Regions from separate parts of the Mus musculus genome. Here regions 1, 2, 3, 4, 5 and 6 are each linked to region 7. A link is a contact called in public HiChIP or PLAC-seq, Micro-C and promoter capture Hi-C data. All regions are on one chromosome and are shown on one strand. The core of a region is the stretch at or near the end of the contact, and the rest is flanking DNA. Distances in the headings are between cores, read along the strand shown.

The links. Promoter capture Hi-C pulls out the DNA fragments that hold promoters and counts their contacts. A called contact is a pair of places that touch in the nucleus more often than the background predicts. HiChIP or PLAC-seq counts read pairs in DNA pulled down with a chosen protein or histone mark.
Region 1: a contact with region 7 is called in an H3K4me3 HiChIP or PLAC-seq map of embryonic stem cells, with 9 times the contacts expected there. The contact joins the promoter of Acvr2b here to the promoter of Ctdspl in region 7. A contact is called at or near these places in 3 of 39 promoter capture datasets (embryonic stem cells, hippocampal neurons and neural stem cells), 11 of 484 Hi-C or Micro-C datasets (Sertoli cells, cerebral cortex, cortical neurons and 5 more), 9 of 115 datasets of contacts at active chromatin or transcription factors (craniofacial prominence, embryonic stem cells, forebrain and 3 more) and 1 of 9 other capture datasets (embryonic stem cells).
Region 2: a contact with region 7 is called in an HNF4G HiChIP or PLAC-seq map of pancreatic cancer cells. The contact joins the promoter of Golga4 here to the promoter of Ctdspl in region 7. A contact is called at or near these places in 2 of 39 promoter capture datasets (cranial neural crest and hippocampal neurons), 3 of 484 Hi-C or Micro-C datasets (CD4 T cells and embryonic stem cells), 3 of 115 datasets of contacts at active chromatin or transcription factors (embryonic stem cells, pancreatic cancer cells and stem cell-derived neural progenitor cells) and 2 of 9 other capture datasets (adipose tissue and embryonic stem cells).
Region 3: a contact with region 7 is called in a promoter capture Hi-C map of embryonic stem cells, with 15 read pairs. The contact joins the promoter of Eomes here to the promoter of Ctdspl in region 7. A contact is called at or near these places in 2 of 39 promoter capture datasets (both in embryonic stem cells), 2 of 484 Hi-C or Micro-C datasets (embryonic stem cells and pro-B cells), 1 of 115 datasets of contacts at active chromatin or transcription factors (embryonic stem cells) and 1 of 9 other capture datasets (embryonic stem cells).
Region 4: a contact with region 7 is called in a Micro-C map of embryonic stem cells, with 1.8 times the contacts expected there. The contact joins the enhancer-like site here to the promoter of Ctdspl in region 7. A contact is called at or near these places in 3 of 39 promoter capture datasets (the HPC-7 cell line, cranial neural crest and hippocampal neurons), 1 of 15 datasets of contacts at CTCF or cohesin (pro-B cells), 15 of 484 Hi-C or Micro-C datasets (adipose-derived mesenchymal stem cells, cerebellar granule neurons, cerebral cortex and 7 more) and 1 of 115 datasets of contacts at active chromatin or transcription factors (bone marrow-derived dendritic cells).
Region 5: a contact with region 7 is called in an HNF4G HiChIP or PLAC-seq map of pancreatic cancer cells. The contact joins the enhancer-like site here to the promoter of Ctdspl in region 7. A contact is called at or near these places in 3 of 39 promoter capture datasets (hippocampal neurons, pre-B cells and stem cell-derived epiblast-like cells), 1 of 15 datasets of contacts at CTCF or cohesin (embryonic stem cells), 13 of 484 Hi-C or Micro-C datasets (B cells, the G1E-ER4 cell line, cardiomyocytes and 6 more), 5 of 115 datasets of contacts at active chromatin or transcription factors (craniofacial prominence, embryonic stem cells, forebrain and 2 more) and 1 of 9 other capture datasets (embryonic stem cells).
Region 6: a contact with region 7 is called in a promoter capture Hi-C map of neural stem cells. The contact joins the promoter of Itga9 here to the promoter of Ctdspl in region 7. A contact is called at or near these places in 16 of 39 promoter capture datasets (the 3T3-L1 cell line, the HPC-7 cell line, HPC-7-derived erythroid cells and 10 more), 26 of 484 Hi-C or Micro-C datasets (the 63-12 cell line, B cells, the C2C12 cell line and 16 more), 22 of 115 datasets of contacts at active chromatin or transcription factors (VIP interneurons, acute myeloid leukemia, bone marrow-derived macrophages and 14 more) and 3 of 9 other capture datasets (adipose tissue, liver and macrophages).

What each region holds. Positions count from the first base shown.
Region 1 is chr9:119,400,606-119,403,991 of GRCm38.p6, reverse strand. It overlaps Acvr2b (activin receptor IIB), which reads right to left and starts at 1,814. Exons shown (of 11, transcript NM_001313757.1): 1 at 1,395-1,814. The coding sequence starts at 1,446.
Region 2 is chr9:118,504,748-118,508,280 of GRCm38.p6, reverse strand. Golga4 (golgi autoantigen, golgin subfamily a, 4) reads right to left here and starts at 1,963. Exons shown (of 24, transcript NM_018748.3): 1 at 1,724-1,963. The coding sequence starts at 1,795.
Region 3 is chr9:118,476,401-118,479,859 of GRCm38.p6, reverse strand. Eomes (eomesodermin) reads right to left here and starts at 1,671. Exons shown (of 6, transcript NM_010136.3): 1 at 314-1,671. The coding sequence starts at 1,200. Gm33408 (a long non-coding RNA gene) reads left to right here and starts at 1,212. Exons shown (of 5, transcript XR_871338.1): 1 at 1,212-1,300.
Region 4 is chr9:119,269,433-119,273,163 of GRCm38.p6, reverse strand. Oxsr1 (oxidative-stress responsive 1) reads left to right here. Exons shown (of 18, transcript NM_133985.2): 5 at 180-235. Among named protein-coding and RNA genes, the nearest start is that of Oxsr1, 51 kb to the left of the region's middle. Within about 2 kb of position 1,508, at least 25 of the 459 cell types and tissues checked have an H3K27ac peak or open chromatin away from gene starts, as enhancers often do. A contact at or near this core is called in embryonic stem cells, where this site is marked.
Region 5 is chr9:119,423,242-119,426,799 of GRCm38.p6, reverse strand. All of the region lies in intron 1 of Acvr2b (activin receptor IIB), which reads right to left. Among named protein-coding and RNA genes, the nearest start is that of Exog, 20 kb to the left of the region's middle. Within about 2 kb of position 1,334, at least 102 of the 459 cell types and tissues checked have an H3K27ac peak or open chromatin away from gene starts, as enhancers often do. A contact at or near this core is called in cerebellum, palatal mesenchyme, pancreatic cancer cells and 1 more, where this site is marked.
Region 6 is chr9:118,605,191-118,608,415 of GRCm38.p6, reverse strand. Itga9 (integrin alpha 9) reads right to left here and starts at 1,707. Exons shown (of 28, transcript NM_133721.2): 1 at 1,301-1,707. The coding sequence starts at 1,488.
Region 7 is chr9:118,924,840-118,928,139 of GRCm38.p6, reverse strand. Ctdspl (CTD (carboxy-terminal domain, RNA polymerase II, polypeptide A) small phosphatase-like) reads right to left here and starts at 1,604. Exons shown (of 8, transcript NM_133710.3): 1 at 1,200-1,604. The coding sequence starts at 1,278.

The sequences.
Region 1 (3,386 bases), core at 565-3,064, 480 kb before region 7:
TCCCCGGAGCAGACCACTGTTTTCCATCACTTCCAGGCTCTCATTCTTGGGGTGAAAAATCTCTGGAGCAACACTTCGGGGAGTGGCAGAAAGAAACAAAATGTTCACCCTGAGCACCGCGTTGCCTCTACCACTCCAGGACAGCACTGAAACCGCTTCCCAACAGTGGGCTCGGGTAGCAAAGAAGTTATCTCTGCCCTCTGGTTCGTACACTCATGCTCCACCGCACCCAGGCTCGTGCAAAAACTCTCGGGGTCGGAATTAACAGCTAACCCTCACTACCTTGTAATAGAAAAGATTGAAAGTGAGGATCCCTGTGAGGGGGTGCAATGACCATCTGGGATACCCACCCCCGCAGCTGCAAGGGGGATCCCAGCCCTTCCCTACACTCCGGGCCCCGCCCCTCGCGGGTTTCCCAGACTCCGCGCTGCTGCCACCTCGGGCCGCAGGGGACCCGAGCTGCATGTGTAATGGGGGTTGGGAACAAAGACGCGCAGGACCCAGAGCCCCAGCCACCGGGCACCAGCCGTCCTAATCTCCACGATCTTTTCTCTGGAGTCTTAATGCCCGACTGTCCACGTTTCCTGGAACTGCCCTAAGCCCGCCCCGGAGCTCCTACAAAGTTGAGCACGCTTCAGCACCATCGGGACACAGAAATCAGTGCCTAGGCTTTGGGGGAGAAAGCGCTTTCCCAACACAACTTCGTGCGTACACACCCACACCTTCTAGTCCCAAGCAGACGCGCACCAGCTATCCACAGCCCGCAGGCGGCTGCGAGCTGACCGCGGGTCACTCACGCCCGCCACGTGCCGGCCGAAGCGATCTGAGACCTGTTGGTTCGCCTCTTCAACCCTTCTCCACTCCCAGTTGCCCAAAACAAAAGCGGTCCCACGAGGGCGCATCTGCGGCCCGCTGCAAGAAAAGCGGGCGCAGGTAGGAGCCACTCGCATGAGGATCGCGACGCGGAGTGGCGGGACGGGATGCAGAGGACTCCGGGCGGGCTATGGAAAGCCGTCCGCTTCGCTTTGCGACACCTATGACTCTCAGGGGCGAGCAGCCCCAACCCAGCCGCCCCCAATTAGATGCCCACCCCGCTTGGCCGCCTTCCCCACGCTTAGGTTTTCCCCGCTCTATCCCTGGGGTCCGCACACCCGCGGAACCTGAACCCCGACCCTGACGCTCCAGGTTCCCCCATCACCTAGAACCTCTGCGAGCCAGAATCGCGCAGAGGAACCGCACGGGCGAGCTCGCCTCTAAGATCGCAAGCACCAGAGCGCCCCGCGCGACCCCGATCCCAGGCAGGTGGCGCGGCGCCGAGGCCGCGGGGCCGCCCTTTGTTGGTAAACACCGCGCGCCCCAGGTCCCTGCACCCCCACGACGCGCCCGGTCCTTACCGGCGCACAGCGATCCCCAGAGAAGGGCGAGGGCCGCCCAGGGCGCCGTCATGTTCCGCGGCGCCGCCCCGCGGACACCCGGAGCCCGCGGGCAGGGCCGCGCTGCGCTCCCGGGGCGCGCAGGGCCCGGCGGCGGCTGCGCTCTGCTTCCCGCTCCTTCTCTGGGTCTCGCTTCCAGGAGCGCGCGCTTCTGCGCTTCGGTTCCCAGGCAGTATGCGGAGATAGGGGCTCAGGGCCGCTGCGGGCGGCGCGCAGTGCGGCCCGGGCTATGGGGCGACGCGGGAGCCGGGGGGCGGCGGCGGGGCGCGGGCCAGGGCGCGCCCGACGCGGGCATGGCGCAACGGGGCTGGGCCCGGGCCCCGGGCGCAGGGGCCGAGTCCGGAGGGGCCATGAACGGGGGAGGGGTGGGGGAGGGGACCTGAACCGAGTCCAAAATGGCTCCTGAGCGGTGGCCACGGAGCCGAGCCAGCGGGGAAACCCGGATGTTGGATACAAAGAGGCGGGCGAGCTGGGCGGGGAGGGGGAGGGGAGGCGGGCCCTCCGGCCGCGTGGTCCGCGCCCCCCTTGGGGGCGGGGCCGGAGAGGAACAACAACACCGAGGCTCCGCCCCCCAGCCCGCGCCCTCTGGAGACAGCGCGCCTGCAGCACCAGACTCTAGGGCTAGGCGGGGCGCGCTCTCCGAGCTGGTGGGATTGGACTGCCCACAACTTGGCTGGTGCTTTCCTGCCCCGTGCTATGGAGCCCACGCTACGGGATGCACGCTCCTCTGGGACCCCTGAGTGAGTGGGTAGCTCCTGGTCCCCATAACCTAGGACCTCTGCCCTCCAGCTCCCATTTATGGGCTAATTAATTGGCAGGAAAACGCTGAAGTCTGAATTGACAGCAGTTCCTCACAACGCACGCACAGTTATCTCCAAGCAGAGGAGGACCCACAGAGCAGCTGCAGGTGGGAAAGAACTGTTGGCGACCTGCTTTCTGAAGGATCCTCAGCAATCCAGCATCCTTCATCTTACCTTCAGCACTCCTCCCACCTCTAAAGATCTGTTCAGAACATGCCTCTGTTCCTTTCACACACGCACACACACCAGATCCCTCCATTTCAGATGTTACACAATCAGAGTGTGAGAGCAATCGGCCTCCCAGCTACACTGGAAAAGCCAGTCACTACTCAGGGGAAAAAAATGCTATGGAATCCTCGGATAGTTACCTCCTGCCTCACCAAGAGCAGTGGGTCATAGGAGGAAGGACGCTCCCCCCCGCCGCCCCCCCCCCCCAGCCTGGGTCATTTCATTTGCTCGAGCCTCGGACTTCCCTTATGAAAATGACGGTGTTGAAGTCCTCCAGACTTGGGTAGAGTTTCTTTCTGCTACGGCTTTGGTGTTGAGGTAGGGATCCTCAGCTTCCCAAGAAGTCTGCACCTTGTCTGACAACCTTTGCTCTTAAATGTGGTCTTTTTCCTCTCCTTATGTAATCCTCAGGTGGCCTCGAGCTCGCAGTCCATCTGTGACTCTTCCTATTTTTCGTTCGTTTATTGATTGATTGTGTGTGTGCTCTCTTGCCTGTATCTATGTGCATCCAACATACAGTCATATGTTTCCATATGCCCCGTGCCACCAGCACCCTCCATCTCACATCTGGGCAGCTTTAACAGCAGAGGGCTGAGGGGCTCCTTAGATGTCACTAGGGTCCATTCACGTTGCTAAGTGTATCTTCTATTTCTTTTAAGATTTTTATTATATTTTACTTATTTATATGTGTGTTTGTATGTGTATGTGTGCATGCATGTGTGTGTGTGTGTGTGTGTGTGTGTGTGTGTGTGTGTTAAGGAGAGAAGCAGACAGACAGAGACAGAAGAGAGAGAGCATGAACACATTGAGGTTGGATGACAACTTGCAGTTGGTTCTGTCTTTCCACTCTGTAGGAGCTGGGAATCAAACTCAAATCCTAAGGATTGGCATCAGGTCCCAGTACTTGTGAGCCATCTCTATGGTA
Region 2 (3,533 bases), core at 714-3,213, 420 kb after region 7:
ATCTCTCAGTCTATGTAGACAATATTTGCCTGCAGCTCTGATTCTATGTAGCAGTTGCCTTTGGGTCTCATCACATTTTCATCTATAGGAGGAATAATATTTACCTCATAGGTTTATGAGGTCTAAGTAATCTATACTAACTACTAAATAAATGTGGAGCAGAGATCCAAATCAACGTTGTTTCTTTTTAGCGCTGTATAATAATCAGCCCCCTGGTAAGAATGTATCCAGCCAATTCTTTACTGGCCCCAGAGTGCTACCATTAAAACAGCGCCAGGGCTAGCAAGACAGTTCAGATGGTAAAATGCTTGCCTGAGTTTCCATCTCAGAATCCAGGTTAAAAAAGACAGCTGTGGTGGCACACTCTTGTACCCCAGTGCTCAGGAGGCAGAAAGGTGGATTCCCTCGGCCTGCTGGCCATTGAGCCCAGCCTATTTGGTGAGTTCCAGGCCAGGGGGTGTGCTGGAGAAATGGCTCAGAGGTTAAGAGCAATTGTTGCTCTTGCAGAGGACCAACCCACATAATGGTTCAACCATGCATGACAAGTTCCCTGGGATCCAACACTATCTTCTGGCCTCACACAGTGTACAGACATACAGACAGACAAGACACTCACATAAAGAAATCCAGAAATCTTTTTTAAATAGTAAAATAAAAAGAATAAAGCCCGAGGGATGAGGAATGACGACACCATGGTTGTCTTCTGGCTGCCACCTGCCCACGCGCGCACACAAGAAAAAAGAAATCGTGTAACTAAATGTTTTTGCATCCTAAATCTTCTCAGACTATGTTTCTAGAAACAGAATGCTGGGTCGTTATATTTAAACACCCAAACTGCTTCCCACTTAGCCAAACTACGACCTTTCTTGAGCCATGGGCTTTCCAGGTTTCTAACCATAAAAGAAAAGACGTTCGTGTTCAATCTACTGATATTCAGGGAGACTGGGGAGAGATTCAGCAGAAACCCTCCCCTCCCGTCCTTCACACCCTGAGTGCTGGAGAGGGGTAGTTTGTTTCTAACACGAACACGCCCCCTTTTCCCAGCCCGAAACCATACTCCCTTAAAAAGCAACGACCTTCCAGAAAAGATGCAAGAGCCCGGTTGCTGACAGGCTCGGTGCCCGTCCCGTTCAGTGTCTGCCCCTGAGCCCTGTCCGCCATCACCCAAGTTACACGAAGTGACTAACTCGTGACAGGCTTGGTCGCTGGACCGCCGCCCTCGGCTCCTGCGAGCAGCCTGGCCCGGGCAGGCTCGACTCTCTGCCTCGATCAGGGTTTGGAAGCAGGAGACTTACAGGGACCTGGTCATTCCGGGTGCGATGTCCAGGGAACCCAGAGGACATTGGTCATATATGGGGCAGAGGGCAGAGGTCACATATCACAAAGGATCTGGGTTGCCCCGCCCCCGTCACCACTCTAGAGTCAGGGTCTCTGACGGGCGAGAGAAGCTCCCCACGCAGGACCCGAACCCATCGCACCCATCTGTCAGACCGGGTCGGTCCTTAGAGGGGAAACTCCGAAGTCAAATGTCCCGACCGGTCCCGTCACCCTGCACAGGGACGGAGTTTTGGGAGAAACCAGGCCAGGGTTCCTACACCGGCTGGGTGGTCCCAAACCTTCCAGGGCTACGGTTTGGGGGGGGGGGGTGTTCCTGGGGCGGAGGTCAAAGGTCATGGGGAACTTTCGCCCGCTTCCCGGGCCTCGGCGCAGGGGGACGACGTACCTGAGCAGGGGCTAACGCCTGCTGCAGCTGCTGCTGCTCCTCGCTGATCTTCTGCTTCAGCTTCTTGAACATGGCGCGGCGAGGGGCCGGCAGCGTCTCTACCCGCGGGGCGGCCGGGCCCGGGCCTCGCCGCCTTCCTGTGGAGCTGGCGGGCACCTCGGGGCGCTCGTCGTGCGGGTGTCGGCGTCGCCGCCGCCGCGTCTCTTCTTTCTGGGTGCCCCTGGCTGGCCTCGGCCCCCCATCCAGCCCCGTCAGCGGCGGCGGCGGCGGCGACAACGGCAGCAGGTGAACGCGCCCCGGGCGCCTGCGCGGTCGACGTGGAGCTTGCCAGGGGCTTGCTACGGAGCGCCGCGGCGGACAATATGGAGGCGGTGCGGGTGAACGCGCGTGCACAGTGGCGTCTGCGCTGACTCTAGCGGGAGTCTTGGAGCTGTGCTGTCAAATAGGGAGCATCCCACCACTGAGCACCACAGTGAAGAAGGCTGGGGTGAGAGAGGATAGAGCTAGGAATGCAGAAGTGTATTCAGTGTCGTGTGGCACGATCGTTTAGAATTCTCTCGAAAGGTTTTTGGATAGTGGGTTGGATGGTATAGATGACTAGTTGGTTCGCTGGTTGGCCAGCTAGTTGGTTCGTTGGTTCATTGGTTCATTGGTTGGTTGGTTGGTTGGTTTAAAGAGAAAATCTGGGGCTGAGGGTGTAGAACGTTTGTTTACCTAGCATATGCAGGAAGGATTGGCTCTAGCCTCAGCATCGCATAAACTGGGTGTGATGGTGTATACCTGTAATCCCAGCATCCAGAGGTAGAAGCAGTAGGACGAGAAGTTCAAGGTCATTCTTGCCTATATGAATTTAAGGCCAGTCTGAGCTACAGTGAGATCCTGTCTCAAACATAAATAGTCTGGCTGAATTAGGCAGACTGGCCTTGAATTTGTTAACTAAAGTGATTTTCCTGCCTCCAGAATAGCTGAGGCCTACAGGTGCACAATTTTCTGCCTAGTCAGAATTATCTGCCTTTAGTGCTTAATATCTGTGGCTGCACTCCAAAGGAGCTGTCTTCCCCTACCTAGACTTTTCCATCTGCTGAGAACCCCCTACACTTGCACAACATAGAATATTTCTGAAACCTCTGCTCACAAAGACCCATATGACCTCGAAACTCTGGGTTCTGCACAAGCTACTACCTGGATGGCATCCATTCAGTTCTGATTCTTTGAACAGAACATTAAGAACTGGTGCATGGGGGTGTACACCTTTAATCCCAGCACCTGGGAGGCTGAGGCCAGGTGATCTCCGAGTTCCAGGCCAGATGGGCCTATGTTACATAGGGACACCCTGACTCAGAGAGAGAGAGAGAGAGACAGAGACAGAGACAGAGACAGAGACAGACAGAGACAGACAGAGACAGACAGAGACAGACAGAGACAGAGAGAGAGACAGAGAGACAGAGAAAACCAGATCCACAGGTTTAGGCCTCAGTCCCACAAGACTTCCAATGCCAGTCACATGCCAGAGGAGGAGATTCGTAGTCAAAAACCTAAGTGAAGGAGTCCTGTCTCTGGGCATATATACTACCTTGTCTTAGTTTGCCTGCAAGAATTCAAGTCAGAAAGCTGGAGACAAGAACTGAAGCAGAGCCAAAGGGGGAGTGGTGCTTGCTGTCCTGTTCCCAGTGGATCGCTCAGCTTGCTTTCTTATACAACCCAACACCACCTACCTGGGGTAGAACCACCCACATTAAGCTGGACCCTCACACTATCAATCATTAAACAAGACAATGCCTCCACAGAATTGCTTACAGGAAAGGTTATG
Region 3 (3,459 bases), core at 422-2,921, 450 kb after region 7:
CAGCTCCAGCTAGCCCTCTTTCGCTATGCAGCCCACAAATCGCCTGCTGCAAACCCAGGAGCCAGCGGGTCACGTAGATCTGCCCTCAAGGGTTCATTCCCAAATTTCCATCTCCGCCTCCTCCTCCTCCCAGTCAATCCCGGTGAAGGTGACTAGAGAGGAGAGTAACGTGGGCTCGGAGCCCAAGCTACAGGTGTGCCTTAGGAAGTAAGGGACACGACTTTGGAGATATGATGTACCACTTAAACACCCTAAGCAGAGCCCGCAGTGTGCGGACAACCAGGCGCCTGGGGTCCCTCCACCCTGCACTCACCTGCCCTGTTTGGTGATGATCATCTCAGTTTGGTGCCGGTGGAATTTGAGCCATAGGGGCCGGTTGCACAGGTAGACGTGGGCGCGGAAGCCGGAGCCAGGCACCCCTAGGCCCCCCAATCCTCCACAAGACCCGGCCGCTGAGGTTCCGGCGTATGGCCCGTAGAGCGGAGAACCCTGGCCGTAGGGATAGGCGCCAGGACCGCCGGCACCACCGCCGCTGCTACCAGCGCCGCTCCCCGAACCCGCAGCGGGGCCGAACTGCGCCCTCGCGGGCGGGCACACGGCGGCGGGGAATCCACCGGGGGGCAGCATGGAGCCGTAGGGGTAGCGCGCGCCATTGGACGCGGGGTACACGGGTCCGTGGGCTGCTCCGGCCGCCGCCGGGTACTGGAAGAGCGAGCAGGGCGCGGCGAGCTCGGAGCCCTGCGGTCCCGGCGACGGGAGGTAGTAGCGCTCGGAGCTCAGGCTGTCCATGGAGTAGCGCGCGGTGGCCGCGGCGGTGGCGGCGGAGGGCAGCTCCTCCTCCGCGCACGGGGAGCCCTTGCGGCCGTCCGGGGGCCCGGGCTTGGCCACCGCCGAGGTGCTCCCGAAGGTGTCCCCAGCGTCCGCGTCACTGAGCATGGCCGCGGGGGCCCCCGCGCCGGCGCCTGCGGGTTCTGCGCTCCCCGCCTGGCACGGGAGACTGCCCGGAAACTTCTTGGACGCTTTGTCTAAGTCCAGCCTCTGGGGCGAGGGGGCAGCACCGGGGAGGAGGCTGACGCTCCCTCCGCCTCCCCCTCCTCCTCCGCCTCCTCCTCCTCCTCCTCCGCGAGCACTCTCCAGCGAGTAGAAGTGCGCGCCGGGCAGGTTCACCGAGCTCACCAGGAGCTGCTCTCCCAACTGCATGCTTTAGCGAATCGCAGACGGCAACCGGCTGCCTCCTCGCCTCCCGCGGCCTGGTTATAAAGGCCAGTTGGGGGAGCCAGCGCCCTCTTCCGAGGGGAAGGTAATGTCCCCTTCCTCCCTCGCCTAGGCTACCCACCTGCGGACCTGCGGGGCGGCTTCAGCGCGCGCCCAATTTAGCGTCCTTCCCTCAAGGGAACAAACTCGGGATTGTAGGTGCCCCTTTCCTTCCGCAAGAAAACAAACCCCGGGTTGTAGGTGTCTCTCTCCTTCCTTCCTTCCTTCCTTCCTTCCTTCCTTCCTTCCTTCCTTCCTTCCTTCCTTCTTTTCTTCCTTCCCTCCTTGTCTAACCTCTCAGGACCCCTACACTCACACTAAGGAAGAAGAGGACTTAGCTCTGAGTTCCCATTTAGCAACCAGCCATTTCCTCTCGGCTGGCTCTGCTAAACTCTAGGCATACTTGACCGCTTGGAAACTTGTGAGCGGTGGTTGGCTGCTTATATATGTGCGGCCAGGGAGGGGCTTCGCAGCCCCATGGCTAGGGGACTTTGCTATTGGCTGTTAGAGGTGACACTAATTCAATTAAGTATTTATTAATTGGATCGGGTCGCCTGCGAGTTTCATTTTCTCTTAGCTTATTTGGCTGTTATTGCTGGTTTGGTGTTTCTTTAAGCGTCTTTGGGAGAACTATATCCCACTGAGAATCAATCCTGGTGTACCCGGTGGCTCTATGGCGCCGGAGAAACGGGTTTGAAGTCTGCGAACATGGTCTACCCACGGCATAGGAATCATTCCTGAGTTCGGGTCTAGTTTGGCAGGTCCCAGAGGCCCGTGAAGGCGTCTTTACAAGCTCCCTGCTCGCAGGAAGGCTCAGGTCCCCGGGGGTGCAAATCTAGGGGAGGGCTGGAGAGCGACCCGAAGTCTCTGCGCACACCCTCCTTCTGACTTCCTGGCCTTCAGCACACAGGAACCGCTTTTTGTCCTGTCCCATCTTTTAGCGTAAAGACTTGGTGGAGAGAAACCTCGCGTTCAGTTTTTGGGATTCCAGAGATGGCAAAAGGATTCCGCGTCTGAATCAGAGACTCCAGCTTCTAGCTTCTGAAGTGGGCTTCTGAAGACCCAACATGAGCCTGACCGGACGAACCAAACACTCAGTATTACAACCGCGCTAAAACACCGGCTTCCCCGAGGCCGTCACTTTCATTACTCAGAATTCCCTCTGCTCGGTTTTTTCTAAACACTGGATGTTTCCTACCTCCCCCAGCCCCCGCTTTCGCCAACATCTTTGGTGGGGACTGACACTAAGACACAAAGGTTCCCTAGCAGCTGTGCAGTTAAGATTCCCTGCGCCTCTCTGCGGCACAATACAGAAGGCAGAATAATTAGTGAAATAATCAGTTTGATATTGAATTAAGCTCCTTTGCTCCAGCTGCCTGTTTTTCCCCCCTGCGTTTCCGCAAACAGTCAAGGACGGGGCCGTCATATTTTATTGTTTTATTATTACAGAAGGGGGAACACGTTTCGTTGACGATGAGAAGCCTGTACATTCTCCTCTAATAAGCAATTACGGACGCCTGCAGTAGTCGCTCCAGGAGCGCATTTTCCGGTCGAGATGTAGGGACTCTGCTTCCCCCAACCCAATGCGATCACACGGGAAACTTTTGCCGAGAACAGATGAGGTGGCCGCGGGATCTGCTAAGCGCTCAGACGCCAGCAGCAGATCCGCGCGAAGCTTTCCAACCTGGGTCCAAACCCCGCGAATCACGAACGTGGGCACGCCCGTGTTAGGGAGTGGAGCGATCCTTCATGGACTTGGATGCTGTGTGGGGTTTTGATAGAATAGCGTAGTGGGTCTTGGGCGCTCGCAAAGCTTTTCAAGTGTTTTGGAACAACAACCTTGTCAATTTTGGCTCAGAGAACTCGGGCTGACATCCTGCGCGATCAGTCCAGAGATCCCAGCTCCGATTTGGTCTCGGGCTCCGTCCCGCATGTTTTTGTTTTGTTTTGATGCAGCGAAGCCTTTGGGATTAATTTTTATTCCCCTCAAAGGGTGCGAGATATTGAACGTGAGGATTCCACAAGGGGGATGCGAGTTCCAAGAAAAGGGCCTCACTGCGCTGGGGACTCAACCTGGAGTCTTCGTTAGCCTGGCCCTGAGCTGCAGGATGTCTGAGGGAGATGTAGGTGTGAGACTGAATCTCACGTTATCTGCAGATGGGGTGACTGAAGTTATATGTCAGTTTTGTATTATAACACAGCCAG
Region 4 (3,731 bases), core at 259-2,758, 350 kb before region 7:
TTCTTATAATTTTATGTTTGGATTATAATATAAATGGCTAAAATTTAAAAAAAAGTATTGGTTTAATACTCTTTAATATAAAACAGTATTTAAATACTGCAAATGTATTGTAAATAAACAGTTGCTTAAATTTTGCCATTCTAAAGAACAAATGTTTGATGGTGTTTTTTTCTTTGAAGAGATGTGAAAGCTGGAAACATTCTTCTAGGAGAAGACGGCTCTGTGCAGATTGCAGGTAATGATGAACAGGGCCGCCGTGTTTTTCTGGTTTGTGTGAGTGTGTGTACCCGACTGTGTGTGCGTCCACCTGTGTGACTCTGTGTGCGTGCATGTGTGTGTGCACGGGAATGTGAGTGTGTGTTTGTGTGTATGTCACATGATGCATGCATATGCTTTCACCTTTGCTTCAGAGCATCCTGAGCATTGAGCATTCATTACGTGTAGCTCCCATGCCTGCCTAACATCTGTGTGGGTGCTGGGGATTCGGACCTAGATCCTCATGCTTGTGTAGAAAGGATCTTACCCACTGAGCCCCCATCCCAGTTCACAGTACTTCGTTTTATTTTGATATAATAGCCAGCAGAACCACCTTATTTGTTTTTTATGTTTTCTTAGTATCTGATGATCCTGTTCTTAGGACATCTTTCTATGTAAGCACCCTCTAAAGATGGCCTCTATCTCACCTAGGTATTTCACTGGGCATCACTCATTGCTCCCTATTATTTTCCCACTCCTCATCTTCATTAGGTGTAGGATCTTCTGATAGGGTTCTGTCTCAGAGCAGCCCGTGCTTATTTAAAGGAGAAACAGTTATCACCTCAGATGAGAGGTGATACAAAGTGATGGCTGGTTTTAATTGTCAACTTACTCACTCTAGAGCCTGGGACAGAAGTCTCCATAAGCAGATCAGGCTTTTGTCAAAAGAGACACTTTTTCACTGAAGACAAGATGCAGAGTAGGGTAATTCCAGCATTAATATACGTGCAACGGCATGTGTCTGACCCTGACTGGAGGAGAGAGCAGATCAGGCTGGCCTATGTGATGTGTTTATAAAAAGATAAAGAGAAGGGGCATACCTTCTATGGTTCTATGGAGGTGTGGTCAGATGTGGGGGAGGGGTGCCTTCGCTGGCTGTCCTGAGGCATCCCTTCCCCCCGAGGGACCAGCCACACAATGGTATAATATAGAGTAGAGTTTATTCAGGGGTGGGGAGAGTAGTAGAGGCAGAGAGAGATGTGGGGCGGGAGGGGAGGAGAAGAGGAGAAGCAGCAGGTCATGAGCATGGGGAGAGAGAGGGTAAGGGAAGAACAAGAGCAAGAGAGAGCAAGAGAGCAGCACAGCAAGGAGGGGCGAGCAGCCCCTTTTACAGTGGGTCAGGCCTACCTGGCTGTTCCCAGTTAACTGTGGGGTGGAGCTTAGACACAATGCTAACACTATGGGCGTGTGTGGGGTATTCTGAATTAGGTTAATTGAACTGGGCTGACTCACCATGAATGTGGGTGTCACCATTTTATGTGCTAGCTGCTGTGCTGTGAATGAAAGGAGAGTCAGCTGAGTACCAGCGTGAACACATACATCGGTGGCTTGCTGGTCTTGGCTGGAAACACAGTGTGAGCAGCTCTTTCAGGTTCCTGTCACCTTGACTCTTAAATATGAGTGAGCTGTATAACCTAGAATCATGAGTCAGGAAAACTCCTGTCCCCTTGAGTGGCTTTTTAAAGTCACAGCACTAGGAAGGGATAACCCAAGGGTGCCATGGAGTCTCTGCCTTTTAGGGAGCACAGTTCTGGTAGTCTTAGAGCTTAGGGGGAGACTGGAAGTCATGTCTTCCCACAGTTCTGATAGTCTTAGAGCTTAGGGAAGACTGGACGTCATGTCTTCCCACAGTTCTGGTAGTCTTAGAGCTTAGGGGAGACTGGAAGTCATGTCTTCCCACAGATGGCTGTTTTGACTGAACAGTCTCCTTCTGTTTGCTCTCAGACTGCTACCATAATCAAGTGAATCAGGATAATATATTCAGTTTTTAAAAGAAAATTTAGGCGAGTACCTTTAAATCCTGAAGTAAGGTAATAATTTTATCCAACATAAAGTTGATTCCTTTACCATTAACTCTCTTTTTGTCAAAAGAGACACTTTTTCACTAAAGACAAGACGCAGAGTAGGGTAATTCCAGCATTAATATACGTTCAATGGCATGTGTCTGACCCTGACTGGAGGAGAAAGCAGAGGCTTTCAGGGGCTCACCAGCTAGCTAGTCTATCCCAAACCACAAGCTCAAGGCGTAGTGAGAGGCTGTCTCTCAAAAATGAGATGGACACACACACACACACACACACACACACACACACACACACACAAATGAACATAGTGATTGAGGACTACAACCAGTATCACAAACATGCACAGGTGAGCGCCCTTCCATGTACACACATACATGTACTATCAATGGGAGAGATGCAGAGCAAAGGCGTGTAAGGCACTGAACATAAAGCACTTACTAAATGCCAAGTGACTGCCTTCACCACAACACCCAACAGAACCAATTGACGGTGCAGAGCAAGAGCACAGCATCTTAGCTGGTGGTAGAAGCAAGTCTGAGTCTCTGGTGGCTTCATTGAAGTTGAGGATGTGCACATGCAGAGCTATGGCTTCTACTGTGTAGACTGGAGAAAGTCATCCTCACGTGGGCGCCAGCCATCTCAGTCCGGAGTTCAGACATTCCTGATGCCGTTTACAGGTAGACGGTAGACAGAAATTGTGGTTGGTTTTCACACCAGCATACCACATGATGAAAAGTAATACAACTCTGTTACCTAAAAAGCAATGAGGAATTATGAAGTTATGATATGGGAAGGTGTGCTGAACATGAGGACCTTTGTCTAGCTGTGTGTCCAGTGAGCAGAGCTCTGCTGCTCGTGTCCCGTACCCACTCTTTAACTAACTCACAGCAATTTTATTTCTTTTTTTGTTGTGTTGTAATGGAAAATATACCAGTGTTAACCATTCTTAAGTGTAAGTTTTGTGGCTATAAGAGATAGTGTATACCTAAAAATACAACCCACAGATTCACATACATCACATTTTTTACACATTGATATATCAGTGAATTGTCAAATTGTATATCTTTTTGTCTATGTTGAAAAATGTTGTTATAAATTGTGCATAACTGTCTCAGCTCCTGTTTCTGTCCTTTCTTCTTCCCCCTTCCTTCTCCCCTCTCTCCCTTCTCCCCTTTTACTTCTCTCTTACTGTGTATAGCCCAGGCTAGCTTGAACTTCTGACTCCCCCATCTTCTGTGCTAGGACTGTAGCCATGTGTTACCATGCCTGGCTTATTTTCTTCTGGGTATATCTTCTTAGAATTGGTGGATCATATGATGATTTTACATTAACCTTTTTATAAAGAAATATTGTCCTATGTCATATAATCATTGTATTTTCATTTGTATCTGCAATTCATAAGGATTTCAGTTTCTCAACATCTATAACAAAACTAACTTTCTAGCTTTAAAATTTTTTTTAAGACAGTGGTTTGTTTGTTTGTTTTTTCTTTTTTCTTTTTTATATATAGCTAACCCAAGCTAGCCTGGAACTCACTATATAGACAAGGGTAGTCTGAGACTCATAGAGATCAGCTTGCCACTGCTGGAATTAAAGCTATATGCCACCATGTCTAGTTGCTAGGGTTTTTTGTCATCTAATTTATGTCTATCTTATGGTTTTGCCCTGTTC
Region 5 (3,558 bases), core at 85-2,584, 500 kb before region 7:
GGGAGGGGGCTCCCACCTGACCCGAGGTTGGCAGGGTGCCAACTGCTAACACTGCTTGGTTCCCCAGGGCCCATTGCAGACAGGAGGATCCTGACTGGCCGTTCTGGAAGAGGAACCCTCAAGACATGCTCACAAGATCTCACGGCGGCAGGCAAAAGCTCCTCCCAGGGAGGCCCCAACTGGGCAAGACGCCAGTCTTAGGGCTCCAGGTAGGACCCGGAAGGTCAGAATGCTACCCAGTCAGAATGGCAGAACCCAGCCTCAGCCCTAGCCATGCCAGGTCCTGTTGGCCTAGGCCCTGACACTTGTGGTGACAACCTGCCAGGTGGCTAGAACTCAGCCTGGCCCAGAAGGGTCTCGGTATCCAGAATGGGGCTCAGACAGGGTGTGCACCGGCTTCTCCCAACCAGGACCTTATTCAAGCACAAGGCTTTAGGTTGTGGATGAGACTCTAAGGGATGAGTATAGGCCGGAAACAAAGCCCGAGCCAGCGCCGGAAGCCAGGGTGGCACCTAGAGTGTCTACAAGCCCTGGCTACTTGTGGCAGGAGTGGGTAGTGGAGCTATGTGAAGCACCCCGTCCAGGGAGGACACAGCTCCTTCTCCCGCGGGAGGAAGCGAAAGCATGTGTGGAGCGCAAACACTCCTAAGTGTCCTCTGCAATTGCTTCCCAGATGCCCAGCTTCCCCCACAGGCCTGCAAGGCTGGCCCTGAGCTGCTGAGCACAGAACGGGTTCCTATGTAACAGATGGCGTGGACAGACTATGAGCAGAGGGGACAAGAAGGAGGGATGGCTTCAACACGAAGCAAGACCCCTGCTATAGATGCTGAGGATGGAACCTGGACTTTGTGTGTACTGTCCGCTCCACCTCTGACCTACACCCATGACTCAGGAGAGTGTCCACCTCCATTCAGACTACAATCAGCCCCTGGAGTCACAAGGGCAACAACAAACAGAGTAGACCTCAGCCTGGCCTAGCTCCAGGCCAGTGTCAGGCACCAGCCCCTCTGGCACAACCATAGGATCCCAGTGGAGAAGCCTGAGAAGGCAACATGAAGCCTCAGAGAGGACCCAACAGCTCACTGGAGCCACCGACCTCCCAGACCTGCCCAGAGCCGACCCTGCAGAGCAGCTTTGAGCTGGCCAGACTGCTGATGCCTCACAGCTGTGCGCCTGGGGCAAGTCACCTAGCCACTCTCTGAGAGGTGACTGACAGCACCTGCCTCCTAGGGTTGTAGCGATCCTTCCAGTCCAGGCCCCACACCAAGCCTGCCTGCAGCTCTGCATCCCATGTGACATTCCACACCCTTCCCACACCACACCCTGGCCACTGCCAGCTGGAGACCCAGGGGGCCTCCCGTTTCCTCTCTCCTCCCTGGCTCCATTTCTTCACACTCTCACACTGGCTATTTATAGCATATGGCAAAATTCCAACCACAAGGCCACAGAGCCCTTTAATAGATGAAGGCCTCCCGCCCACAGCCTAGCAGCCAGGTCAGGAGTCTCCCCAACTGGCCCTGCCTCCCCACCCTACACAGCTGCATTTCCATCAGTCCCCAGGACCACAACCAGGGTGGCTACAGAAGGGGAACCTACAGAAGAGAAAGGGTGGGCAAGGCTGGAGCATCACACACACACACACACACACACACACCCCGCACATATGCATGAACCCATATTGGCAGACTGGGAGGAAAGAACCCGTCAAGTAACTACAGTTTATCTTAGAATCCTTCACTGTGGGGCTAGTGGTTACAAGAACTTATTCTTTGGTTGAAAACAAATGGCTTTGGTTCCCAGCATCCACGTGGTGGCTCACAACCACCTGGAACTCTAGTTCCAGCGGCAATGCACACACTGTGTGCATGCACATTCATGCAAAATACCAACACCATAAAACAAGTTTCTTTTAAATCCTTACTCCAGAGAACCAAACCACTTTAATTCTACTTTTTGGCCTCATCTGTATTTATGTGTCACCTAGACTAACACCCACTTGTCACACCCCAGGCACTGTATGATGGAGAACCCCGAGTGAACCCCTAAGATGACAGAACTAAGTGAAGCAGAGGTTAAGGCTCTTTGCAGGCCACATCCTGAAGTTCCATGTTTCGGAGCCCAGGGACTGCCCAGTGTGACCTCACCTGGTTCACCGGCTGGACCCTCGGGTTATGTACAGCTGTCATGTGAGCAAAGCCATCACGCATGAAGCTTCTTGGTGAGCGTTTCCTCCCGTCCTGGGAATGCTGAGCCTAAGCAGCTTTGATTCAGTACATTCTTCCAAATCCTTCTCCAAAACAATCGACCCAGTTTCCGAGAGCAGCCCACCGAGGCACACCCTCAGCCGAGCTCCCCTGGGAACACTGGCCAGCCTTCCCACTTCCTGGCCAGGTACCTTCTCCTTATGCTGAGGGAAGTCTATGCTCATGGGTATCGCTGTGCAGTAACCATTTTTTGTTCATGCTATCAAAAGGCCAGGTGGTGGTGGTGCACGCCTTTAGTCCTGACACTCCCGCACTTGGGAGGCAGAGGCAGGCAGATTTCTGAGTTTGAGTTCCAGGACAGCCAGGGCTACACAGAGAAACCCTGTCTGTGGAGAAGGTGAGTATGTCTAGCTGGTGCTAACTTACCTAGAACATTTCTTGTGGCGTTTTCCCAATTTATCTTTTCCTTCCTACTTTCATTTCAAAGCTTTCTGCCCACTTGAGCTTTCTACAATTCAATCTAATGCTTCCTTAAAACCGGAGTCCTAACACATTCATGGTTAAACTCTATTCCAATCTCCATTTGTTCCTTGTTTTCTTTTCTTTCCTGCAGTTCTGTCGGCTGATCAAACACAGCACTTCATGCAAGCTAACCACTGAGCAACAGGGATTACCACCTGTGACCTGGAAGCTCAGGTTCCCTTCTGTCCCAGCATTAGCTAATCTGAAGTGTACCTGAGACTCTACATCTGCATTAATCTGCCTTTCCACCACCTCTCCCTGAAGCGTCTAGATTAATTCCATCACCTTTCGACTTTCATTAATATGAAATCCGCATGGGAATAAACTGTGAACAGATTATACTCAGTATTCAATATTTTTGCTGTCTGTATACATCTCTAAAACATTATTTGTGGTTTATACAGCCAAGGCTGCTTTTTTGCGGCTATAATGGGATCTTGGGACTAGGTATATTAGCTCCCTTTCTCGGGAGTTATTTTGGCTCATCATCTGTGGGGAGGAAGGAATCTGAGGGCAGAAATGTGAGGTGACCAGCAACACCGATGGATCGATCAGCAGGGGCAGGAGCTCAAGGCTGCTTGCTCGCTGGGGGGCTTCAGGAGGCAGGCTCGGGCTGCAAGCAGGGCTGGGCTTCAGGAGGCAGGCACGGGCTGCAAGCAGAGCTGGGCTATCAAACCTTAAGACCACCAGTGAGATGCCAAAGCTTTTATATTCAGGCTCCATTTTAGAGCACATGACCTAAGTTTAAACTTACGTAGACTAACAGGCTGGTATCTAGCATTAGTTTCCAAGTTGCCCCCCAACAGAACCTGAGCCTAGCTCTAGTCTCTAG
Region 6 (3,225 bases), core at 458-2,957, 320 kb after region 7:
CAAGTGTTGGGATTAAAGGCGTGCGCCACCACACCCAGCTCTACAAACTCTTTCTATTCAGCCATAATCTATCTGTACCAAGCCCAGAGCCCATGGCAGACCTGGAGCCTTTGGAACATAGGAAAGTGTTCTGCCCTGCTGTCTGAAAAGGAAGGGTTTGGCAACTGCAGGAAGCAGCCTTGGCTGGTAACTGTGACTAGAATCAATGTCAGGAAGGGATGCAGAGGAGAGCTACACACAAGGACTTTGAAAGCTGGTTCTCTTGGAGGCCGCTCTCCTAAATACACGAAAGTGTTAATAAAGCCAGTCACAAAGTTCTCTTTCTCCAGGGTTCTGAAAGACCCGCATCCACAAGCCCCCGATTGCCTCGGCCCCTGTCCAATTCCGAGCAGAGACTCCCAGTAAGTTACATGTCCAAGCACACACACTGCCAGTCTCCATCTCCCGGCCTGCTGCTTCTAAAGATGCTCGCTCACGGGATAGCACCCTCAACGTGAACCAGCCATCTCCTGGGTCCACAGTAACATCATCTAAAATGAGGCTGGGGAGCTACTGAACTCTAGCTGCCTTGAATAGGTGGGCGTGGTGCATGGTGTGGCTCGTTCATTCCAAGGAAGTGGTCTATCCGCCTTCTCTAAGCGCTCCTGCTGTGGGGTCAGTTAACTTCACTATTGATGCTTAATGAGGGAGAGACTTATTCTTTTCTGCAGGCCCACCCATCTCGCTGGTTCAAAACTGTACCCCTTGATTAAAAACTTCAGCTTCCTAAATCTTGTCTCTAGACACGTGGGAGAGCTCCAGGCTGCCCACCAGCCACACAGTCTGCTCCTTGGGGGTCCTCTCTGCATCCCAGATCCTCTCAGAACTTTGTGGGGCCCCTGGGTACCTCTTCTGGAGATTCCTAAGCCACCAGGACCCACTCCCACCACACCCCTTGTTTCTCTGCTTCCTGCATGCTGCTGCCCTAGAGTTACATGAAGTGGTCCCCAAGAGCAGCCTGGCCTCCTAGGGGCCCCCCGGGGATCTGGGGCAGATGGCCAGCCCGCGGTGGCCCCTGGAAGGCAGACAGCCAAGTAACTTTGCTTTGGCGAGAGCGAAGCTGCGTCTGACTGCCCAGGGAGGACAGGGACCCCAGGGACGCCCCGGGCCTCGGAGAGCAGGCCAGGATGTCAGCGTGGCCGCCCGGACATTTAAATCGGCCCCGCGGGAGGTGGAGTGGAAGAGGCCGGAAAGGCGGCGGCCAACTTGGGGGACCACGGGGTGCCCACGCCAGGGTCGAGGATCCGCGGGAGACACTTACCAGCGCGTGTTGTCGTGGAAGTGCTCCAGCACCGCGTAGCCGAAGAAGGAGCCTGAGGGGCCCTGGAAGCGTACCGGGCGCTGCGCGTCCAGGTTGTAGGCGCCGGCCGGGACCCCCGCGGCCACCAGCGCCAGCAGCAGCGCGCGGAGCCCTCCGGCGCCGGTCCGCGCCGCAGCCGGGCCGCCCATCCCCAGCCGGCCGCCGCCCTGCGCCCTGCCCCGCGATCGGGGCTCCCGGGACACGCCGCTGCCCGGGGCGGGAGCCGTACGCTCCGAGTCTAAGCCCGGGACGCGGCGATGGGCTACAGCGAGAGCCGGAGCAAGGCCAGGGACGGCCGCCAGCGCCCCGCGTCCTCTCGATGCCCGCCGAGAGGTCTGCGCTCTCGGAAGGAGCGGGTCCCGGGCCCGGGCGGCACTGGACTGCGGAGAGGCGCGCCCGCGGGGTGGGCGGCCCGGGCGGCCCGGGCGGGACGGGTCCGCAGCGCCCCCTGCTGGACGCGGTCTCAGGCGCACCCCCGGGTCCAGGTTCTGGACCTCGGTGAACTGCATCCTCTCAATGTCCTAGGCTCTGCTGTGTCCAAGCTGGCTGGGTCTCTCTCCTTTTGTCTTACACTGAAAGTCTCTCTCTCACACACAAAGACCCAAAGCTACCCGAGCCAAGGATGGGTAAATATTCTGGCCCTGCCCATCTGGAAGCTCTTCTTCAGAGGCAACCGCTCAAGACCGCCAGTCAGTTGCTGTAAGAATTAGTCATGTGGAAGAGAGCAGAGCGTTCTTCCATACTCCCTGACCTGGCCAGCGCTTTCCAACTTGGCAGACATACAATACAGCCAGGTGTGCTCCCCTGTATGTGGGAGATTATGGTGAAGTATACGTTGCATAAAGTTTACGTCATAACCTCATTTTGGTTATGTGATCATCAATAGCTCATCTTGCAAATTAAATTATACATAAATTTAACAAGCACGCCCAGCCCAGTCCAGCCCCCGGCAAGTTTCATTTATCCCTGACTCTATGAAGTTGACTATTCCAAGTTTAATGTTATTGTTGAACTAACTCTTTACTCTGGTAAAATCACAACCCCCTCCCCATCCCTTCCCACCCTCTCCACTTCCAAAGTCTCATTCATACTAAACACACACGACGCCTTTATCTTTTTCTTTCTAATCAGGCTTATCCTTACAACAACAGTCAAAGCCTAGGGTAGGCAAGGTGGGGTGGGGGGGGGGTGCACATTCCAGAGTTATCCACTCGCCAGCAGTCTAAACACGGGGATCTTTACAGGTGAAGAGCCTCTTCCAGCTGTCATCAGAAGGGCTGTGACAAAGGAAGCCAGATCACCGCTAGCTTGGGAGCTGGAGGGAAGGGTCCATGAGGTAAAGAAGCCAGGCAGCTTCAAAAACTGGGGACAGAGAAATGTCTTCTCCTCTACCCCTTCCAGGAACGCAGGCCAGCGAGACCCATGACCTGTCCAGCATTGTTAGATGATCAATGTTGCTGTCTTAAACCACTGCAGTCAGGTAATTTGCATAGCTCGGATGCACTACTGCTGTCTTACTTGTGGTCAGTATTGCTGCAATGAAACACCATGTCCAAAAGCAAGTTTCAGAGGAAGGGGTTGATTCAGCTTGTACTGTTCATCATGGAAGGGAGTCAGGACAGGAACTCAAAACAGGGCAGGAATCTGGAGGCAGGAGCTGGTGCAGGGGCCATGGAGGGGTGCTGCTTACTGGCTTGTTCCCCATGGTTTGCTCAGCCTGCTTTCTTGTAGAACCCAGGACTATCACAGTTAGGAATGGCACAACCCACACTGGGCTGGGCCCTCCCTCATCAATCACCAATTAAGATCTTGTGGAGGGAAGCATTTTCACAAGCAATGCTCCCTCCTCTCAAATGACCTTAGTTTGTGCCATGTTGATACAAAAC
Region 7 (3,300 bases), core at 355-2,854:
AAGCAGGTCCTTTGGGAGTGGAGGGGGGCTTATATGTGTGTGCTACACATGGTAGAGGGACTGTGAAGCAAGAGTCAGTTGCCAGAGCAAACCAAACCAGACTGGTTGGCTCTTCAAAACAGTCTGTCCAACCAGCAGGACACAGTGACTCCGGGCACTTGTGTGAAGACGTCAGTTCTCTGAGGGGTCAACATACCAAGAAAGAGCAAAAAGTAAACAGGGGAAGGGACGGGGCTGGAATAGACCCCAAACAAACCAGATGCAGGCAGCATGGCATTGCCTGGTTAGCCCCTGACCAACTACCCCAAAGGGGACAGCTCTAACGCACTAAGCCACTAAGCGTTTGCCAAGTGCTGCGTAGAGCTCCCCCCACCCACAAGAGGCCGGAGATGCCAGGCGGTGGAGTTCCTGACAGGCTGGTTGGTGGCTGGGAGACAAGCTAAAAAGGAAGTGTGCATATGTGCTTGTGTGTATGTGTGTGTGGTGTTGTGGGGACGGCGCTGCTCCTCGCCTCTCTCCTCCACTTGCACAACCAACTAAATATTTTCAAGACATGGCCTCTCTGTGTTATGCACAAACAGGCACAAGCATGTGTGCACTTGTGTACACAGGATCTTGGTCAAAGCCAGATATGCACATACACCCAAACAGCAAAGAGACACAGTACATTCTGACAGTAGGATAGCGTAGGCATACATTCATACACTCTCTCTCTCTCACACAACTCCATCAGGAGTGAACACACACACACACAAGGTCCACACGCTCAGGCTCTGCACACCGATCACCACCTCTCAGTCAGAGGCATACAGACCTCCACATTAAGTCCACAAACTCACAGCCTGTCAGGAACACACACAATCTGCTAAAAGCATTCACGCCCTTATAATCTCTCAGTTGGCCTGCGCGTACACATAGGTGTGCACACAACCTGTCTCACGCACTGCATGCACACTTAAAACAGCTCTGTGCAGTGCACACATCCGATCCCAACTTCTCAGCCGCTCATGCACACTCACACGAGCTCAGCTGGCACAGGCACCCTCCCAGCCTCCCTCTGCTCCAGGCGCACCCCACACCCACGCACCCTCCTGGCCCGGTACACCCCTCCCCCACGCCCGTGCGGGCGCACACCGAGAACTCCGGCGACGCCGGGTGCACTCACGCCCCCCGCGGCAGCTGCCCGTGCCCCTCCTCACCTTTTTCGCCCGCGACGGGCGACCGGGCCTCATCCTCCTTGGGGTTGGTCACCTGGGTGATGATGGCCGGACCGTCCATGGGTGCGCGCCGCGCCGGCCGCCCGCAGGCCCGGCCCCCCGCAGGCTAGGCGCGGGGGGCGCGCGGGGGCGCGGCGTAGGGGGCGCGCAGGGGCGCGGCGCGGTGGGGCGCTCGCCGCCGCCCGGCCCCGCGCTCCGAGAGAGGCGGCCGGGGCCCGCGCCCCAGCTCCCGCCGTCGCCGCCGCCGCTGGGCTGAAGCGGCCGCCGCCTCGTCAGCATGAACCCCGGAGCCGCGCCCGGGAGAGCCGCGCTCGGGGAGGCGGAGCGGGAGGCCCGGCGCCGCGGGAAGCGCGAGCAGGCGACGGAGAGAAGGAGCGAGCGCGGAGCTAGGGCGGGAGGGCGGGAGAGAGGGAGCGCGAGGGGGAGGGAAGGAGGAAAGCGAGGAGGGCGGGCGGGTGGGTGTGTCCCGGCCCGAGGACTGGCCTCCACCGCCGCCGGCGCTGCCCGCCCGCCCGCCGTCCGCCGCCCGCCGGGGAGAGGGGTGCGGGGCCGAGTCGGGGGGCACAGCGTGCGGGGTGTGGTCTGGGGCGGTGGCGCGCGCGTGCGGGGCACAGAGGGCCTCGGGGTAGGTGGGAGGGTGCGGCGGAGCCTGGGAGATAGAGCAAGCTCAGCGATCGAGGTGTGGGCCGCGCGGCGCGGAATGGAAGCGCGGGGAGTGCTCGGCGGAAGCCCGGGGTGCAGCGGGATCGCCGGCTGAGGCCCGGGGAGGTTTATTCACCCCGAGTCCAGGTACCGTGGGAGAAGATTGCAGTCGGTAGTGGGTTCCGGGTGAGGGACGTCCTGACGCTCAAACTGGGAATGGAGGGTTCCGCAGGGGAGCAGGGAGCGAGGCTGCATCGGGGTTCGGGCATAGAGTTGGGGTAATGTAGAGCTAGGCTGTGAGGTGAGCCATAGGGGATGCTGGGCCTGGGGGTGAGGAGGCGATGAGAGGTGCGCGGAGAGTCTGCAGACCGGGCTCACACTGTGTAGTCCGCATAAGCAGCCCGGGCGAGAGTCGGTGTGCAGAACAGTGCGTCCTCGAGGCTAGACCTCTTGGCACATGAGACTGTGGGCACCTCGGCGAGGGGTTCAGCCACTTAAAGACAGAAAAGAGGCTGTAGGTGGCTGATGGAGTGGAAAGGGGCCTGTAGGAGCAGAGCTGGGCCAGGACTCGAGTACATGAGCATCGGGCTGCTGTCAGGTCTGGGGTGACAGCCAAAGCTGGGTGTGAGCAGGTGCCCATCAGCTTCGGAGGGTCTGAGCATTTCGGCACCCGCACGCACCTTCTTGCTCCAACTTGCAGGCCCCACTTGCAGCCCTGTCAACCGGTGGGCGGGGGCAGTGCTGAAGGGGGCGGGCCGCGGGCGCTCGCGCGCGCTCCTCACCAATTACCGCTGTGTGGGCGGAGCTGAAGCTCGTGACTGACAGACGGGCTGGAGAAGACAATCTAACTCCGCCCATTCGCCAGTTTGCGCGCGCACTTGCCCCCTACTCCCCTACCCGCCTCTCCCCGGGTGGCTTTCAAGAGGGGAGGCCTGCTGGGACTTCCTTACTTTTCCACGCCGGTGCGATCCCGGCGCTGGCACCATTCAAGCCGCGTGTTCACCGATGAGCGTCTACAAAGTTGGAAAGAAACTTCCAGAAGCGCCTCTGGTAGACGCGAGCCCGCAGACGGGTGAAATCTATGGAGCCTCACTGTTGGAGACTGCCCCCCCCCCCCGCCCCGAAACAGGAGGGAGGCATGTCTGCAGAGGAGCTGCTGTTTACGAGAATTAGGCAAGAAGTTAACATTTTGTTCCCAAACCCAAGACCTCAAGTGGCATCCTGGTACTGCTGTACGTGGAGAAGGCGTCCCAGCTGCCCTTAGGGTGCACTCACCCAGGAATATCTGCTCTTCCCGAAGCACCTTAGGGATCCCCAGAATATCCAGGGGCAACCAAACCACGAAGCTCGAAGTGTCCGTTTGATTAGGAACGCAAGCTGTACCAAGTAGCCCACCCGCCAGCCAGGGCATGGCCTCTCTCTCTAAGGTCCAGACTCATTA